Linked DNA regions of Mus musculus: regions 1, 2, 3, 5 and 6 are each linked to region 4. A link is a contact called in public promoter capture Hi-C data. All regions are on one chromosome and are shown on one strand. Each heading gives the region's core, a stretch centred on a gene start, on an enhancer-like site or on the middle of the called end of the contact. The rest is flanking DNA. Distances are from core to core; before and after follow the strand shown. Region 1 holds the start of Dupd1 (dual specificity phosphatase and pro isomerase domain containing 1). Region 2 holds the start of Nudt13 (nudix (nucleoside diphosphate linked moiety X)-type motif 13). Region 3 holds the start of Fam149b (family with sequence similarity 149, member B). Region 4 holds the start of Vcl (vinculin). Region 5 holds the start of Mrps16 (mitochondrial ribosomal protein S16). Region 6 holds the start of Samd8 (sterile alpha motif domain containing 8).

Region 1 (2,700 bases), core at 23-2,522, 790 kb before region 4:
CTCTGCCTCTTGAGTGCTGGGATTAAAGATGTGAGCCACTATGTCTAGCAAAATATAATGTATGAAGGACTGAGAGAGTGGAGAAGCCCGCCATTTGTCTAGTTCACCGCTTAGGGTCTTGCTCACGGAGGTGATAATCAACAGTCCCTCTATATCCGATGCTTTTCTCATCCTGACACCTTAAACGGTTTGCTTTTGCTCACAGTTGGGGGGATATGGTCTACCAAGGTGGGGACGGGATGGTTTGCTGGCAGCTCATGATAGATGGGAAACAGAGTGCTCCATCTGAGTTAGATATGGCATACCCGTCAGACCATCACCACACCCTACCCCTCCTTGCCCAGTGACTCTCACTTTCTCCAGCCTCGGCCCTACCTCTTAAAGATTCCACAATTTCTCAAAACAGTTCCACCAGCCTATGAAAAACATTTCATACTCAAATCATAACAGTCCTCAAATTCTTCTCTTGGCTCCATTTGACTTTACTACATCTTTCGTCTTAGATGCTAAGAAATGTTTCTCTCATTGGTCTATCGTCAATCCATCTACATAGTATCTGGCTATCTTAAACAACTCTCTCTCTCTCTCTCTCTCTCTCTCTGTGTGTGTGTGTGTGTGTGTGTGTGTGTGTGTGTGTGTGTGTGTGGTGCACAGGCTCATAATTACATAAGAGGGTAGAATTGTGAGCACTGTCCTCACTGAACTCCAGAAAAGCTGGGGACTTGGGGGTTGTTTTGCAGGAAGTGCTACCTGCACAGTGTTTGCCCACAGGGACTCTTTCTCAGGGATTCATCGATCATTCTTCGTGATGCGATGTCCATTCCATCCATCCCCAAGAGATAGCTCTCCAAACTCTCAGAGAGAGCTGCGGTAGAGGGCAGAGATCTTCATGCTGTGAACCCTGAGGCCTCCTATGGCTCTGTGTCAGCAGGCAACCCTCCCATCCCCGGCCCCCAGCCCGGTCATCATTCTGAGACAGAGCCCTTAGAGGGCCTGCAGACACCTCGCTTCATCCAGTGTAAGAAAACAAAGCTGGGGAATTACCCATCTGTCGCCATCCTGGCGGCCACATGTCCTGTATCTGTGGCTGAGCCAGAGACAAACATGTGGCCTCCAGGTACAGGACTGCTTGAGTCAAGGGTTTCAGGTCACACTGGGGAATCATTTTGCAAACAAATGCCACGGGTCTCCTCTCACACTGGACAGCATGCAAGGTCAGTGTCAGCAGATCTGACCCTAAAAATAGGCCCTCTGAGCTGCTCTGGAGGGTTAGTGTAAGGCTGCCACACACCCTTCGGACTGGTACCTCTTAGCCCAGCCAGGCACTTGGGGCACACAGGTAAGGCCCTTGAATGGGAAGACTATTGCCTACGGGGTGTAGCCAAGCGTTCTTTAAGAAAATGGCTGTGGGGATTGGAAATCTTACTTCCACAGTTTCTGAAGCTGTAGAGAACATCCTTTTAGTACGAAAGGCTCCTTGCTATCCCAGCATTCAATAGAGGCAACACTGAATTGCTTTCTCGTTTCTTGTCTCTAAATTATGAGTTCCTGTGATGATTTCTAAGGGATAACCTAATGGGTTAAAGCTCTTGGGTCCCGTCTGAGCCTTTGGATGCTCTGTATGGTATTCATATCATGGAGCAGGGGAAATAGAGGCATCAGATTCCCTCGGATCATGTGTAGGGCAGCACAAATTACAAACGCTACTCAAGGCTCCAGTGTCCTGGCAATCTTAAGCCTCATTCAAAGTAAGATACTCTTTAAAGAATTTTCCAATCCTGAGGGGAACATGGGCTGGGGATGGAAGCACCCCAGTGGAGATGAGGAGGCTGGGTGATGGAGAGATGGAGCTATTCGCCTATGACAGCACCATATGAGGTAGGAAGGGAGAGGATAACCCGTACCTCAGACCAGGCTCTCCCATTAGATCCAGTGCTCTTGTCCCGTGGCCCCAGTAGTCACTGGTAGGCTTGGAATTCAATAGCTGTTGGGACTACAAGGCACTGACAGTTCAGAAGCTGAAAGTACCCTGAGAAGGGGACATGAGGGTCGAGTGTGAAGAGGCCACCAGCCCCTGGGGGACCCTCACGTGTCACATTCTTTGTGCTGCTTTGCTATTTCCCCGGTGGCCCCTCCTTGTTCTCACTGTATGGGTCCTATGGACAATTTGGAAGACTCTGACATTTAGTGGCAGCAGGACTGGAGGGGCTTCTGAGGGAGTACTCTGGGCATGGAGAAGGTAGGAGGTCAGAGGAGAATTAGGGAAGGCCAGGCAGCACGGAAGCTACCTCAGGAGCTAAGGCAGGTCTGCTAAGGAACAGAGGAGAGGCAATGGTCTCTCACCATCAGTGGGCCAGATGTCTTGGCTGAGGGTGTTTCAGGCCTGGGGTAACAGCTGGACTGGAGATAGCACTGGGGTCCGTGTGAAGGTAGACTTCGTGTGCCTGACTACTTTCTATCCCATGATAAAGAGCAGAGGGCTGTGCTAAGGCCCAAGGCTGGACTTTGGGCTTCGATTTGTTTGCTTTCTTCCTAAACTACGAGACTTAGCAGCTTGCACTTGGGGACAGGACGGGGCTCCTTTCAGCAGCCACAGGACTTTTGCAAGTGTTTCCTTGTGCCCAGTACCCTACTGTTGTTGTTGTCTGTTTTTGATTTGAGGTTTTTGAGACAGTGTCTCTCACGCTGTAGCCCAAGCTG
Region 2 (2,700 bases), core at 194-2,693, 630 kb after region 4:
TGTGACTGTGAGAGAGAGAGATACTGCAGGCACACACATGCCACAGGATAAGTGTACAGGTCAGAGGACACCCTCAGGTGTTGGTCCTCACCCTCCACCTTATTTTGAGCCATGATATTTCTGTCATTCATCACTGTGTATACTAGGCTGGTTAGCCTGTGAGCTTCCAGAGAGTCACAGATGTGCACTATTGCACCCCACTTTACATGGGTCCTGGGGACTCAAACTCAGCAAGCACTTTATCTGCTGAGCCACTTTTCCAGCCCTGACTAAAATTTACTTATTTATTTTTACTGATTTTAAATTTCATTTATTTATTTATTTTTGAGACAAAGTATCACTCTGTAACCCAGGCTGGCCTCAGACTCATAGCGACTCTTTTGCTTCAGCAGGAAGGATTATAGGCTATCTTTAAATTTTAAAGCACATGCATATACATACATACACACACATATATATGTATATATAAATACAATAATGTATAACAAAACCAGTAGTTTCCAGGACTAACGGCTAAAAGAGGTTATTTTCACGCTACTGGAAATTTAGGCTACTGGAATTCCTCTGGTGAGGTTAATGGGTCCTGGGAATCGAGCTGTAACTACTCACTGCTCTTGTATGGCCATACAGCTACCTGGTTTCTTGTCCAATATTTGATACCAAATTAATTTTAGCCAACTGTCGATTATCATGGCCTGACGACTGGACAATATGTCAAACAGCATCCCCACACTTGACGCTCCTGGTGTGTGTGTATACAAAGAATTATCGATGAGATGAAAGGTAACGTTGTTTTTACTCAAAACTAATAAATGCCAAGGCATTTGAACGTATGAACTAACAACTTCTATGGCACACACACACACATTTCTCATTCTGTTCATCTTTCCAGATGGAATGACTTGAAAGGCATAAAGCGTGACCGTGGGTTCCTCCTGAATCTTCACAGGTGCCCAGGGAGCAGCCACTCCACTGTGGACTTCGATGGCTGGGAATGCTGGAAGCTGATGAGCAGCCGTGTTGCAGACTTCACGGTCTCTGTGCCCTGGTTTATATAAAAAGCTTTATGGTTTATTTCTAAAAGATCCCGCCACCATTTAAAAAATTAAGAGAAAAGGTGAAATATTGGAAACTTCCATTTTAAATAGCTCTTCAAAAATATTTCAGAAAATATTTAGAGGTACTCAATGTTGGGTACAAAAACGTCCGGTTTCTCGAGATTTGAAAGGTTTAAGTTAAAACTGTCAAACTCTGTAACCGAGAGCGTCTGGCAAGTTTTGATTATGGCTCCTTACTACATCCTAGTTGCACTTAGAACAGGTTTCGTTTCCTGTACTCACTCTTTTCGAGATGCCTTCTATGCCCCAATGGTCTGCACGCCCCTGGAAACTCCAAATGTTCAAGTTCAAATGGTTTCTCTTTTCCCTTCCCAGTGGGATTGACGCTTTGCCACACCTCCCAGAATCCTCCTTAAAGATGCACTCTGGGAAATGTAGTTTCATCGCTACAGCGCACGTAGGGGTGGTTGGGTAAGTGGAAATCTGACACACTTCCCAGCAGTCTCAGAGAGATTACCGATGCACTCTGGGAATTGTAGTTCAACTTTTAGGCCGGGAGCTTGTAACCTTGGGTTGCAAAGTTAACCTTATAAAGCATATAGTGAAACCCACCACAAACAAATAGCTTTAACAGTTTCCAGATCTTCTGGGCTAGATGCTGCTTAGCTGAATTGGTGAGCCCCAGGTTCAGTGGGAGACCCTGCCTCAATGAACAAAGGGGAAAGCCATGGAGGAAGACATTCCATGTCAACTTTACCCTCTACACCCACATACTTTAATGTGCACCCATGGACACACATGTGCCATGTACATATGAACATGAAAAAAAAATCTTTTTTTAAGGTTAGGAGTTCCGGGCTTAGCCGGGCGTGGTGGTGCATGCCTTTAATCCCAGCACTTGGGAGGCAGAGGCAGGTGGATTTCAGAGTTCAAGGCCAGCCTGGTCTACAGAGTGAGTTCCAGGACAGCCAGGGCTATACAGAGAAACCCTGTCTCGAAAAACAAAAACAAAAACAAAAAAAGGAGTTCCAGGCCTGCCTTTAATCCCAGGAGACAGAGGCAGAGCCCTCTGAATTTGAGGTCAGCCCAGTGTACACAGTAGACTCAGGTTATCAGGGGTGCATACTGATACCTTGCTTTAAATAAACGAGGGACTGTGCTTAGGTATATAGACGCTTTAGGTAAAACTCTTACCTTGGTCAATCAGTAGGATCAATCACCATCTAAGACGAATCTCCAGTAAAGCTACTTGGGGCTGCTTTCTTTCTTACTATGGGAGTTGCTTGCTTCTGTGAGAAGCCAGTGCTATTAACCACTAAGCCATTTCCCTAGCTCTTCAAAATATAATTAATGAGACAAAATATTAAAAGTACAGGATACATAAAAAATGCATCTTAATGTAAACAAAATTCTATGGGAGAAAACAAAATAAATAACTGTACACACGGTTGTAAGTGCTGGGGCAGAAGTTAAAGCATGGTAAGAGGAGGAGCGGTTTTGCTATTTTACGTAGGATGGATAGCCTCATTGTTAAGGCAACACTGGAATAAAGAGCTTGACAGAGCTGACAGGAACAGCCAAGTTAGGATTTGTGGGGAGAGACTTGTAGACAGAGTAAAATAAGCTCGTGCAAAGGCCCTGG
Region 3 (2,763 bases), core at 160-2,659, 580 kb after region 4:
AAAATTAAAAGCAGATTTTAAGTTAAATCCTTCTCACTTTGGGGAAATGATTATTTCTTAGTTTTATTCCCTAAGGAGCTTATTATCTGATTTGCTGTTGTGCAAATAACATATTCCTTAATAGATAACATGCTTCTGAAAAGCAAGGAGAGGTTCTCTTCTTTGTATGGCTCTTTTACCAAGTAAAGGCGGGAAGAAGAAAGTAGTGCTATCACTTATTGAGGATCTATTATGTACCAGCCCTACGTCATCATTTTAGGTATACTTGTACATCTTAGTTGTATACATAGACAGGAAGGCCCAGATCTAGTTAAATTTCCTAAAAGCTAAGTGGCAAGAAAAGTATCCATCTAAAAATCTCAGGTGTGACTTTAAATGAATGTTATTGGAATGCATAATAAGTGTATGGCTGTTGAAATTGCTTACTTCAATGAGGAGGACCAATGGGACTTGGTTTAAACGTTCAGGCCCTATTGGGTTCAGATGTGGAAGCTTTCTAATTTTATCTGAGCAACAGAAGCTAGTTACAGCAATCTTTCAGAACTGCTGAAAGGACCAAGAAACTGCAGGTTCTTTTGAAATTGCAAAGTACCAGTCAGTAGATATAAGGCTCTATGTTACACTTTACTAAGGGTACAAAGCAGGTTTTTAAACTACCAAAGTGCTTGCTTTTTAGCATTATTTGCAGGGGGTGTGACGGCAATGTGTGAATTGCTTGACAACAGGCTTTACAATCGGATTGACCCTTGGTTTGTACGTCTGAGCTGCACCACCTTCTAGATACAACCTTTAGACCTGTGATCTTTATTTGTAGGATGTGCAAAGTTGGTCTCAACCTGATTTCGCTATTGCATTCAAGCAAACAGCTTTGCATGGTGTTCTGAACTAGACACGTTCAACGTTATTGTAGCATTTAAGCTATTATCTTCAGTGGGGTCAAAAGCACTGTGGGAACAACGGATGCAGCACTCCCTCAATTCAGGACCTAACAGTCCCAAAGGCACACCCTAAGCTGGTGACCCAAAGACAAAAGGCAGCTTCCACCAGGGCTGGGAGGTGAGAATCCGGGATAGTATTTTCCCTCCCTATGTCTGGGACGGGAAAGGAGAGGACGGGCCTTATAAGGTCCCTTGAGCTCCGGCGGCCCAAGCTGGGCGAGCAGAGCAATCCACTCACAGCTCCACGCTCTGCGGCACGGCCTTCCGAGTGTATCTGGAGATCATCCTCCTTTTTCTCCTCTGCGGCCAGGGCGGGCAAGCCAGGGCGGGGGCCTCGGGGCCTGGCCCTCCCGCCGGCTCCGGCCCGGCCCCCTCCTGCCACCTACCGGCCCCGTCTCGCCCCGTCTCGCCCCGTCGCTTAGATTCCGGACCGCCACCTCCCAGAGTTCCCACTCTATAGTCTTCCGACCTGCCTCCTTCCTCTCATGAGCGGAAGTGACGAAGGTACAGCGTCTTTCGGAAATTGGCTCCGATGCGCACTAGAGACTATACTCAGGGTTCCGAGCCTCACGACTTGCAGGCGTTCAGGCGTGGATCAGGGCCCAAGCGAACGCGAGGACCCAGCATGGGCCGGGATTGGGCGGTTGGTGGTCGCCTCTGACCAAGTGTCCTGCTGGAAGAGGCAGCCAAGGAAAGGTGCCAGAGCAGAGGCGCACGAGAGAGCTATTGAAAGGGATCGCTTTACTTTTGTCAGGTGGAAGAAGAGCGTCTAGTTTGGTGAAGGAGCACTATACCGCGCCAGGACAGTGCTCCTGGTGGCTCCTCTTCTGTACTCTCGGGTATGTCATTTTTCATTAATTCCCATGATCTCAAGTCCAATTCTGACTCTGTAAATTCTACATAAAGAGCCCTGCTTGGATTTAGGGTGAGGGTGGGTAGAGTTTTTCCTTGATCCGCCAGGGTGAGAGGCAGCACGATTCTAATTTACAGTGGTGAGTGGGTAGTTGCATAGAAGGTGCAGGTTCCTTATTGGTTCATTGCAAAGCCAAGTAAGCTTAGGAATTAAATTGCTGCGTTAGGTGGGCATCCGGAACCATGACCAATTATTTTGGGACGAAACTCCGACACGCAAGTGTTGGCACTTTTAAATCTTCTATAGAAGCCCTGTAGAGCAAGGGGCATTGCTTTTTAACGCACCTAGTAACACAATTTTAAAGGAAGGTGTTTTAGAGACGGCAGACTAACACTTTCATTTCACGACTAAGTAGAAAGCTCAAGAAAGTAAAGTGCCCAAAGTATGCCACCGACTGAAGCACGGTTGGAAGGTGTGAGAGAATAATGGATAGTAATGGAATGTTTTCAAACTGTGTTACACACACTGCTGCCGACTGAAGGGCAAACATTTATTTATTTGTGAGAAAGGATCGTCTTATGTTACCTAGCCTAGCCTCAAAATCCTGGACCCAGGTGATCCTTTTGCCTTGATCTCTCAGCTGAGACCATAGGCACACCTAGCTATTTTTAACTTTTATCCTCACATACTTCTTTGGTTTGGGAAGTGAGTTGTTGGACTTTCATTTACTCCATAATATCAAGGTTTCCAGTTCACATAATTTAATTTTAAGGAAGATAGTTTTAAGTCTGTTATTCAGAGGATAAATCAAGTGGTGTCTGGTAAAGGCCGGAACCATGATGGTAGGTGTGTATCAAATTTGGGGGAAATAATGTAGTCACCTAGAAGAATTCTGAGAATGCTGTTATTTCTCCTTTTGTGTGGCTTATGTCCCTTGAACTTTGATGGCCATTTTTAGAGAAGAATGGAGGG
Region 4 (2,700 bases), core at 75-2,574:
CAGCCTGGAGCAAGTGTGACATTAGCCAGGGTACAGTTACGAGACTAGTCTCTCTATCTCTTTTCCCATTTCAGAAGTGGGCTACAAAGATCGATAAATAGCTAGGGGCAGGCAGAAAAGTGTGGACTGGCAAAGAACGCCCTAGCCTTCCCCTCAGGCAGGGGCTGCAGATCCCAGATTCCACAGGCCTCTCACAGCAGCTCCATCTTGCTTCCTGCCAGAAGGAGGGGCAGAGGAGGAGGCCCCCCAAATCTGGAAAGGCCCCAGTGAAAGAAAGCCATTTGACAGCAGTAAAGATGGATAGACAGCTTCATGGAAGGAATAAAATGACGGCCATGGGGTCAGGCAGAGGGCAAGCAGGGCTCCTGGTTATGAATTACTGTCTAAAGGTGCTAAGAGTCCCCGGAGGTGTGAGCAAAATGCCCCGAAGGAAAGGAGGCGGCGACAGAGAGAGGAAGAAGCCAAGCAGTTGGGTAGAAGCGACAGACACCAGGATCCCAGGGGAGGGTTGGGCAGGTGGGTCTCAGGGGACAGAAGTATTAGAAAGGCGAGCAGCCCGGTGCAAATAAGAATCCTTGGAAGTTAGGGCAGGGAGACCATAAGAGAAACCACCCACAGGTTGGAGAGGAGAGGCCTAAAAAGGAGCTAAGAGCAAGGTACTCAACGCAAGTGACGCGAGCCTGCCCAGGGGAGGGACCGTGAGACAACCTAACGACCATTTCTTGGGCGCCTACTACGGGCACACACACCCTAGGCACTTCACAACTAAAAGCTCGCTGACTCTTCACAGCACAGCCCCAAGGCAGGATTTCTCACACAAGTGTCCCATTTTATAGATGAGGAAACTGAGGTCCCCGACAGGCTCAGTGGCTTGCTCAAGGTCACAGCCCAGAGAAATCGGCATTCGAAACCACGGCACCTGCCCTGGAGTCCACCCGACGCTCCAAGCGCCTGCGAATGCAAGCAGCGAGGCGGACCGGGACCCTGGGGACTTCTCCCGCCCGCGCTCCCGTCCCAGGCCCGGCGCGCTCACCCGGACGAGGTTGCTGACGGCCGCCTGCACGGCGGCTACGGGCGCGGTGAGGTCAGGAATGGCTTTGCCGTCCACCTCGCCCTCCTCGTGCATAATCACCAGGTGCGAGATCTGCTGCGCCACCGGCTCCAGGATGCTCTCGATCGTACGCGTGTGAAACACCGGCATCGCGGCGGCTAGCGGGGCGGCGTACCGCGGGCAACAGAAAACTGGGATCCGTAGGGCCGGGAGCCGGCGGCGAGTGACTGACTCGGAGCGGCGACTAGAGTCCGGGCTTCCCTCGGCGTAACTAGCCCCACAGGCGCCCCGCCCTCTCACGTCGCCGCGCCCAATGGTAACGCAACTCAGAGCCGGACTGTGGCTCCTATTGGTCTTACTTCGATAAGCTCCGCCCCCAAGGCAGAGCCGCTAAGGTCCCGCCCCGCCCCCATTCCCAAGGGAGGGGCCTGGGATTGGGGCTGCGCCGCAGGGATTGCGACCGGATTCCCGAACCCTCTCGCGGGGCGCTCCTTATAAGGGCATAGTGGGAGCGGAGCGAGCGACTGCACTGGACTGGCCCCGCCCCCAGGAGCCGCCTCCCGCCTCAGAGTGGCGGAGCTCCGCCCCTCCGCAGGATCACCTCAGTAGGGCGGGATATCCTCACCTCAGGCAGCGCCAGAGAGAGGGGACCTCGGCTTCCCCCGGTCTCCCCGCAGGGTGCTCCCCTTTACCGTCACCGGACGCAGTCAGAACACTGTTCCGTCACCTCCCAGTAATTCACGAGGAAGTAAAAAGATCCAGACAACAAAAACACACCGAGAAACATGAGTACCCATTGATTTGTACTATCTGCCCTCGGATAGTCACAGTTAAGTTTGGTGTGGCACTTTCTAGACCTCCGTGTACACGTTCACTTGCAAATACGTGTTTTCTAAATAAATAGGAACGTTTCCGTAGAACTAGAGACTTAATGAAATTTACCTGCTAATCTTTCGCTTTTGGTGAGTAGAAGTCTGTCTGCCACCTTCTGTTTTAGCGACTGGTATCCCATTTTTGCAAATCTACTTAGGTCTGGTTCCGTTGCTAAAATGTTTGCCTAGAATGTAAGAAGCCCTAGGTTTGATTCCCAGCACTACGCAAAATCAGCCTTGATAGAGTGGGCCCGTATACCAGCAGCACTAGGGAAGTGGATCAGGGGTTCAAGGTCATACTCCACTACAAAGAAAGTTTGAGGCCATCCTGGAGGGGTAGTCCTTTTGTGGTTGTGATGAGCATCTATTTGTAGTTACAACAGCACTCCAGAGGCAGGGTTAGGAGGATCATTTGAGGAAGGAGTTCCAAGCCAGTCTGAGCAACATGACAAGACCCCCATCTCAAAAAAAAAAAAAAAGTGAAATGAAAATTCAAAAGTGGATACTTTTTAACAAGTCTGTAAGTAGGGCCAAATTGCCCAATCCCCTCACCACATTTAAGACATCTGCATGTTTTCCTAACCTCAAGTTCTCTTGCCCAAGCTTCCTCATTCTGAGAGGAAACACATTCATTAATGCCTTCAAATGAAAGATCCTCAAGTCAAAGAAAAATGTTTCTCAGGATGTCACATTTTGCAGAAGGCCAAGCCACATGTTGTCTTACCCAGCTCTAAAGTTCTGTGTGTCTAGCAGTACATACCCCCGTTTCTGCTCTGT
Region 5 (2,838 bases), core at 176-2,675, 540 kb after region 4:
GAAACCAATTTGGACTGTATCTCCTAACTCTCTCTCTGCCAAGCTGGAGGAGCTCACGGAAGCTGAGGATGCTCTGTCTGAAGCCAACGCGTTGAATAACTGCAACGCCGAAGTGTGGGCCTATCTGGCTCTGGTCTGCCTGAAAGTGAGTGTTTCTTATTGTCCCTTCACAAGGCCCTCTCAGGGGTCAGGTGAAGGCCCAACTAAGAAAGAAAGGTAAGCTGGCTGTTAGCACACAGCAACTGAAGTTGGAAGAGTTCCAGATTTGTCTCTACTGATGACAAGGAGAATGTTCTGGGCGGTTCCTCCTTGAGATGGATGTGGTCAGTAACCTCCGATTCACATTTTACTAGGAAAGATGTTAATTGCTTCTTTCAGGTTGGACGACAACTGGAAGCAGAGCAGGCTTATAAGTACACAATAAAGGTATGCGACAGCTGATTGCCATTCTGAGAGTGTACAGACCATGAGAGCGCTCAGTGCCTGATGAATTCCCACCCAAGATCCAATACATTCCAATTCTTTGAGAGCTTCCATGGTGTCGAGAATACAGGAGAGGCCCATCCCGTCCCCACAAATCTGGAGCCTCTTAAATTAGGGGTCTTCAAAGTCACCTGGTGTGTTGGACATAACTTCTTCCCTGCCTTGTTTCTGCAGCTGAAACTGAAAGACCAGGCTCTACTTGAAGAAATCCACACTGTACAGGAAATGGTTGGTTTTGGAAATCCATCTTTCTGACAGCCTTACAAGTGGATATTTAATATGGAGCCCCAAGCACGTTTCCTTTCCAAACTGTCACCAGATGAAGCCTGCCCATCCCCACCCCTTTAGTTCACATTAAAAAAATATAAACCCCAAACTCAAAATTTATCATGTTTCTGGAGTCGTATGTATAGCACATTATATTTTATATGCTCTTATGTACATGTAGCTAATTAATAGCCACTATTTGTGGGTAGATATCTGGCATAATGGTGTGACTATTAGAATTACTTTTTAAAGTTTATCTGATCACCTTGTTGGTAAGATTCCCTGGAGGTGCACAATTGCCAAAGTTCTGGACCAATGTTACTGGGGCTTGGAAATTAAGGCAACATCTTCAAAGGTGGGACCAGAATACAACTGTGCTGTGTCACACACAGTTGACAGTGGGTAAGAGAACAGAGGATATTCCGGAGGCGGGGGAACCGTCGCAGGATGGAACGGCCTGCAAGGAACTCAGCACCGCCGCGGACAGGAAAGTCTCCCGCACGCCGCAGGCACTCAGCTGAAGACCGCCAGCAGCCCACGCCTACAGACACGCCTCTTCCGTAGCAGTCAAGGATCAGTCACCGGCGCCCTGTGGCACTCCCGGCGCTCGGTTGCCCTCCCGTGCGCATTGGAAGAGAAAGCGGAAGGGGCGGGCCGATCGGCCGGAGGCTTCCGCAGAGGGCTTTCCGGCTCTGGAGTGGTGCGGACGTCGCGTCGTGTGCCCGCCGGCCGCTTGGGGGCGCTCTTCCGGGCTTCAGGCTCTGTGCCGCGGGGCTGTGCAGCGGGACAGCTGGAGAGCCGCTCGCCCAGGCACCATGGTCCAGCTCAGTGAGTGCGCGGGGCTTCCGGGCGGGCGTGGGCTGCGGCGACCCGGGCTAGGCGCGGCCACATCGCCTTCCAGCGGAGCTTCGTCTCAGTCCGTCTCGCTTTTAGCAGTGGTCTCACTGGGTAGCTCTGGCTGGCCTGGAACTCGCAGCGTAAAGACGGGCTGGCTTCGAACTCCTTCCTAGACAGACCTTTGCCTCTGCCTCCCAAAGGCCCTGTGATTAGAGGCGTGCGCCACCGCGCCCAGCCTGTCTCAGTTTTTTACCACACATCGTAGAAATCGTTTTACAGATGAGGCACCTAAGGGTAAGACAAGGTCATGGCTTAGTAAATGGTGTTAGGGTCCGAGAATTTGGAAATAATCCAATATGAAAACCAAGTTTAAACCAGCAAGCTTATTTTAAAAGCTAATATTTCGGGGAGACGGCTGGGTTCGGGGTCCAAAACGTGACAGCGTGGGGCAAGACAGGACAACCTTTTAAAACATAAAAACCACAAATTGGATGGGCTAGGGACCACATGCATGGTTTTCCATACCTGTCATTTTAAGTGGGTTACTACCGGTCAAGTACCTCAGTTGGCTTTTTTTTTTTTTTAAACTTTTTATTAGGTATTTTCCTCATTTACATTATGCTATCCCAAAAGTCCCCCATACCCACCCCCCACTCCCCTACCCACCCACTCCCCCTTTTTGGCCCTGGCGTACCCCTGTACTGGGGCATATAAAGTTTGCAAGTCCAATGGGCCTCTCTTTCCAGTGATGGCCGACTAGGCCATCTTTTGATACATATGCAGCTAGAGACAAGAGCTCCTGGGTACTGGTTAGTTCATATTGTTGTTCCACCTATAGGGTCTCAGTTGGCTTCTTAACTTGGCCTGGATTGAGGCCAGCCAGTCAGAGCCTATATAGTGGCTGGTTGGTTTCAGTCCGGACTAGTTGCTAACCAACAAGGCATAGGGTGAGATATTGTGGCCTAAGTTCATATGGGGCGCCTGGGGCCAGAAGCCATTTCTGGGAATTCAGCTGTTTCTTAGAATTTATCTTAGTACAAAGTGGAGACTATTTACAAGATGGAGTCTCCAAGGGTAAAGTGGACCCCAACCTCGGCAGGACTGTGTTATGTGGATTTGGAAAAAAGGAGGTATGTCTGGTCTGGAGGGGTTAAGGAGGAGTTTCACCCACACGATTGTATCTAAGCTGGATGGGGCAGGGCATAGATTGGAAGTGAGAACATTGCAGTAGAAGGAGGAATTGTGCCTTTA
Region 6 (2,700 bases), core at 115-2,614, 820 kb before region 4:
TAAAATCACCTTTCAAATTTTGTACGAGGTAACTCCAATCCTCGAGTTACCAATGGGGACGATCTTGTAGGATTCTGGACTATGGGTGGCTTCACTTCTTGTCGTAAATGACCTCTTAAACCCAAGAATTTCCACGGACCATATTTCCACCCTGTGGCCAATATGCGGGCCAACTCAAGCTGTATTCAAGTGTTAACAATTCGCACTGAATTATCTGTAAAATCCAAACGTCCAAATTCCCCTTGCAGATTTAATTTTTTTAATTTAAAGGTAATGTACTAAAGACTTACACTTGCCTGACATCTGAACCTTCTTAAAAACGAAGCACAGAGGAGAAGAAACCACTCGCGTCAGAAGAAATCTGAGTGACATCTTTATTTTCACAAATCACTACCCTCTACGAACATCACTTCCTCTCTCCGATCGCCTCCCCCAGTCCCTGTACGAGAATCAGCGATGCATACCCGCCCCTCGCAATCTAGCTTCTTAAAGGGATCACAAACAGGCAAGCCCCAAAGCCGTCATCCACTACCCAGAGATTTTTGACACCTTGAAAGACACTTACCTGTAAAAAAGCCAAGGCCCTAAATTAGATCCCCAAGGGCTCCTTTTTTTCCCCTGGACTTTTCCTCTCTAACCTTTAGGCCAAGCTCCTTCCCACCCGACAGCACCTCCCTCTTTCCAGGCAACCCTAACTCCCGCCCTGCGAAACCAGCCACCATTCCCACCGAGTCAGGTGGCTGTCAGTCCCCACCCGGCTGCCTCGCCCTCATGCGGGTTACGGGTTACAGGAGGCCCGGGGCCAGCTCTCCCTATCCCTCATCTCTATGGCTACAACCCAGGGCACCTCCTCCTCCAGGTCTGGATTCCGGGGACCCCTCTTGCACGTTCCTTCTCCCCTAGCCGGGTAGCAAGGACCCAGCCCCTGCGCCTCGTCCCTTGTTGCCCGCGGGTCAGCTCAACCCCCTGATTTTCTCCGGATTCCATTCCAGAGCGGCCTCCCCTGGCTTCCCCAACCGTCTCCCCGCGGCCCTTGGCGCCCCCGACTCTCCACTCACCCTTGGTTGCAGGCGCCCCCCAATCTCCCCTCTCATCAGCCTCGGCGCCCGCTCACCTCCGCGGTGGGAGCCGGGCTGCCGGGACCCAGCTCGGAGCCGGTGTCTAAGTCGCCGTTGGAGTCGGGGGTCCTCGGCGCGTAGGCGGGGCGCAGCGCCTTGAGAGTCAGACGCGAAGGCCGGGGGAGGGAGCCGGAGCGCAGGCGGGAGCCGGCTCGGCTACCAGCGGGCATCGCTCCGGCCCCTTTGGAGCCGTGCCGCCAGCAGCGGCCAGCCGAACCGGAACTGCTTCGGGAGGCGGGGCGCTACGGGGAGGGGGCGGGTCCAAAACCGGAAGAGGAGGGGAAACCCAAGGGGGAGGGGGAGAGCGCTTGCGTCATGCCCAAGCATAATTCATCAAAGGGTTTTAATGAAGATAGGAGAAGGCTTGTGGGTTGTTGACTGGGGTTGGAGCCTAGGAAGAGGCTATTATCCTGAGCCCTTTGAAGGGGCAAACCCCTTCTCAGTCAGTCCTCAAGTTGCATCATTTATTTGTTTTTCCACCTTTGGTGTTTTCGAGACAAGGTTCCTCTGTGTGTAGCTTCAGCTGTCCTGGACATCACTCTGTAGACCAGGCTGGCCTCAAACTCACAGAGATCCACCTGCCTCTTCCTCCCAAGTGCTGAGATTAAAGGCGAGTGCCACCACTGCCCAGCCCCGTTTATTGCCCCTTGATTTTGTACTGTGCTAGAGACTATACTTCAAATCATTGTTTCAACTCTGTAGATCTCATAGAAAGGTCAAGAAACATTGTAGCCTGACGTAGCACAGTTAATCCAAGCTGGTACCCAAGCCCAAGCTAACCTCAGACAGAACCTGGGTTCTTTCCTGCTACTACCATACCCCACCTTAACGGAATATCCCCTTCTAAAGCAAGCCTAACATTGGCAGAATCCACGTCTGAAGCCATCTGCAGCTTGAAATCTCAGCCCTCTTTGACTCTACTTTCTTGAACAATGCAGGACCGGCTTTGGTAGTTCTGAGGGAGAAGGGGGCAGATTCTAAGATGGACAGGAGGAGAACAGGGGCAGCCAGGAATCTGCCTAGTATGCTCAGAACCTTCAAGGGCTCCATGACACTGCAAAACATCTCATCTCCTGCAGCCCTTGTAGGCAGAGAACTCTCTTGTCCCCGTGCTTCTATAGGGGTAGAGGTGTTGCTCAGTGGTTAGAGCACTTGCTGCTCTTGCTGGAGACTCAGGTTTAATACCCTTTCACCTCAATGCCTCAAGTTCAATGCCACATGCCACCTCACAACCATCTAGAACTCTAATTCCAGGAGACCCACCCCCCACCCCCACTTTCTGGATACAGCAGGCATGGGATGCATGTGGCCCACATACATATTTGTAGGCACTCAAACATAATTTTAAAACTTATTTTATATGTATAAATGTTTGCCTGCATGTATTATCTGTGTTCTTAACCACTGAGCCATCTCTCCAGTACCAATAAAATATTTTTAATTATAAAAATAATGTTTAAAAAGTGGTTCTAGTGTCCAAAGATTCTCAGAGCCTTATTCTCAGAGCCTTGGGCAATGATCACCTCTCTGACATAAAAGGATCCATCAGCTTTCTCTTAAAAAAAAAAAAAATCTGCTATCT

The links. Promoter capture Hi-C pulls out the DNA fragments that hold promoters and counts their contacts.
Region 1: a promoter capture Hi-C map of cranial neural crest shows a contact between it and region 4. The contact joins the promoter of Dupd1 here to the promoter of Vcl in region 4. A contact is called at or near these places in 2 of 39 promoter capture datasets (cranial neural crest and hippocampal neurons) and 2 of 115 datasets of contacts at active chromatin or transcription factors (embryonic forebrain and embryonic stem cells).
Region 2: a promoter capture Hi-C map of pre-B cells shows a contact between it and region 4, with 7 times the contacts expected there. The contact joins the promoter of Nudt13 here to the promoter of Vcl in region 4. A contact is called at or near these places in 1 of 39 promoter capture datasets (pre-B cells) and 1 of 115 datasets of contacts at active chromatin or transcription factors (pancreatic cancer cells).
Region 3: a contact with region 4 is called in a promoter capture Hi-C map of pre-B cells, with 6 times the contacts expected there. The contact joins the promoter of Fam149b here to the promoter of Vcl in region 4. A contact is called at or near these places in 10 of 39 promoter capture datasets (the C10 cell line, embryonic stem cells, erythroid cells and 6 more), 4 of 484 Hi-C or Micro-C datasets (CD4 T cells, CD8 T cells, embryonic stem cells and 1 more) and 1 of 115 datasets of contacts at active chromatin or transcription factors (regulatory T cells).
Region 5: a contact with region 4 is called in a promoter capture Hi-C map of liver, with 5 times the contacts expected there. The contact joins the promoter of Mrps16 here to the promoter of Vcl in region 4. A contact is called at or near these places in 6 of 39 promoter capture datasets (hippocampal neurons, liver, neutrophils and 2 more) and 2 of 484 Hi-C or Micro-C datasets (CD8 T cells and pre-pro-B cells).
Region 6: a contact with region 4 is called in a promoter capture Hi-C map of pre-B cells, with 5 times the contacts expected there. The contact joins the promoter of Samd8 here to the promoter of Vcl in region 4. A contact is called at or near these places in 13 of 39 promoter capture datasets (the 3T3-L1 cell line, the C10 cell line, the HPC-7 cell line and 7 more), 6 of 484 Hi-C or Micro-C datasets (CD4 T cells, CD8 T cells, LSK cells and 1 more), 6 of 115 datasets of contacts at active chromatin or transcription factors (bone marrow-derived macrophages, embryonic stem cells, extraembryonic endoderm stem cells and 2 more) and 3 of 9 other capture datasets (adipose tissue, liver and pancreatic islet).

What each region holds. Positions count from the first base shown.
Region 1 is chr14:21,713,148-21,715,847 of GRCm38.p6, reverse strand. It overlaps Dupd1 (dual specificity phosphatase and pro isomerase domain containing 1), which reads left to right and starts at 1,272. Exons shown (of 4, transcript NM_001013826.2): 1 at 1,272-1,339.
Region 2 is chr14:20,293,433-20,296,132 of GRCm38.p6, reverse strand. It overlaps Nudt13 (nudix (nucleoside diphosphate linked moiety X)-type motif 13), which reads right to left and starts at 1,443. Exons shown (of 9, transcript NM_026341.3): 1 at 1,341-1,443.
Region 3 is chr14:20,346,808-20,349,570 of GRCm38.p6, reverse strand. It overlaps Fam149b (family with sequence similarity 149, member B), which reads right to left and starts at 1,409. Exons shown (of 14, transcript NM_001024512.2): 1 at 1,177-1,409. The coding sequence starts at 1,223. It overlaps Ecd (ecdysoneless cell cycle regulator), which reads left to right and starts at 1,450. Exons shown (of 14, transcript NM_027475.3): 1 at 1,450-1,777; 2 at 2,750-2,763. The coding sequence starts at 2,756.
Region 4 is chr14:20,928,022-20,930,721 of GRCm38.p6, reverse strand. Vcl (vinculin) reads right to left here and starts at 1,324. Exons shown (of 21, transcript NM_009502.5): 1 at 1,034-1,324. The coding sequence starts at 1,201.
Region 5 is chr14:20,392,221-20,395,058 of GRCm38.p6, reverse strand. It overlaps Mrps16 (mitochondrial ribosomal protein S16), which reads left to right and starts at 1,425. Exons shown (of 3, transcript NM_025440.3): 1 at 1,425-1,578. The coding sequence starts at 1,566. It overlaps Cfap70 (cilia and flagella associated protein 70), which reads left to right. Exons shown (of 29, transcript NM_029698.1): 27 at 44-145; 28 at 379-426; 29 at 658-869. The coding sequence ends at 738.
Region 6 is chr14:21,749,195-21,751,894 of GRCm38.p6, reverse strand. It overlaps Samd8 (sterile alpha motif domain containing 8), which reads right to left and starts at 1,364. Exons shown (of 6, transcript NM_026283.3): 1 at 1,115-1,364. The coding sequence starts at 1,288.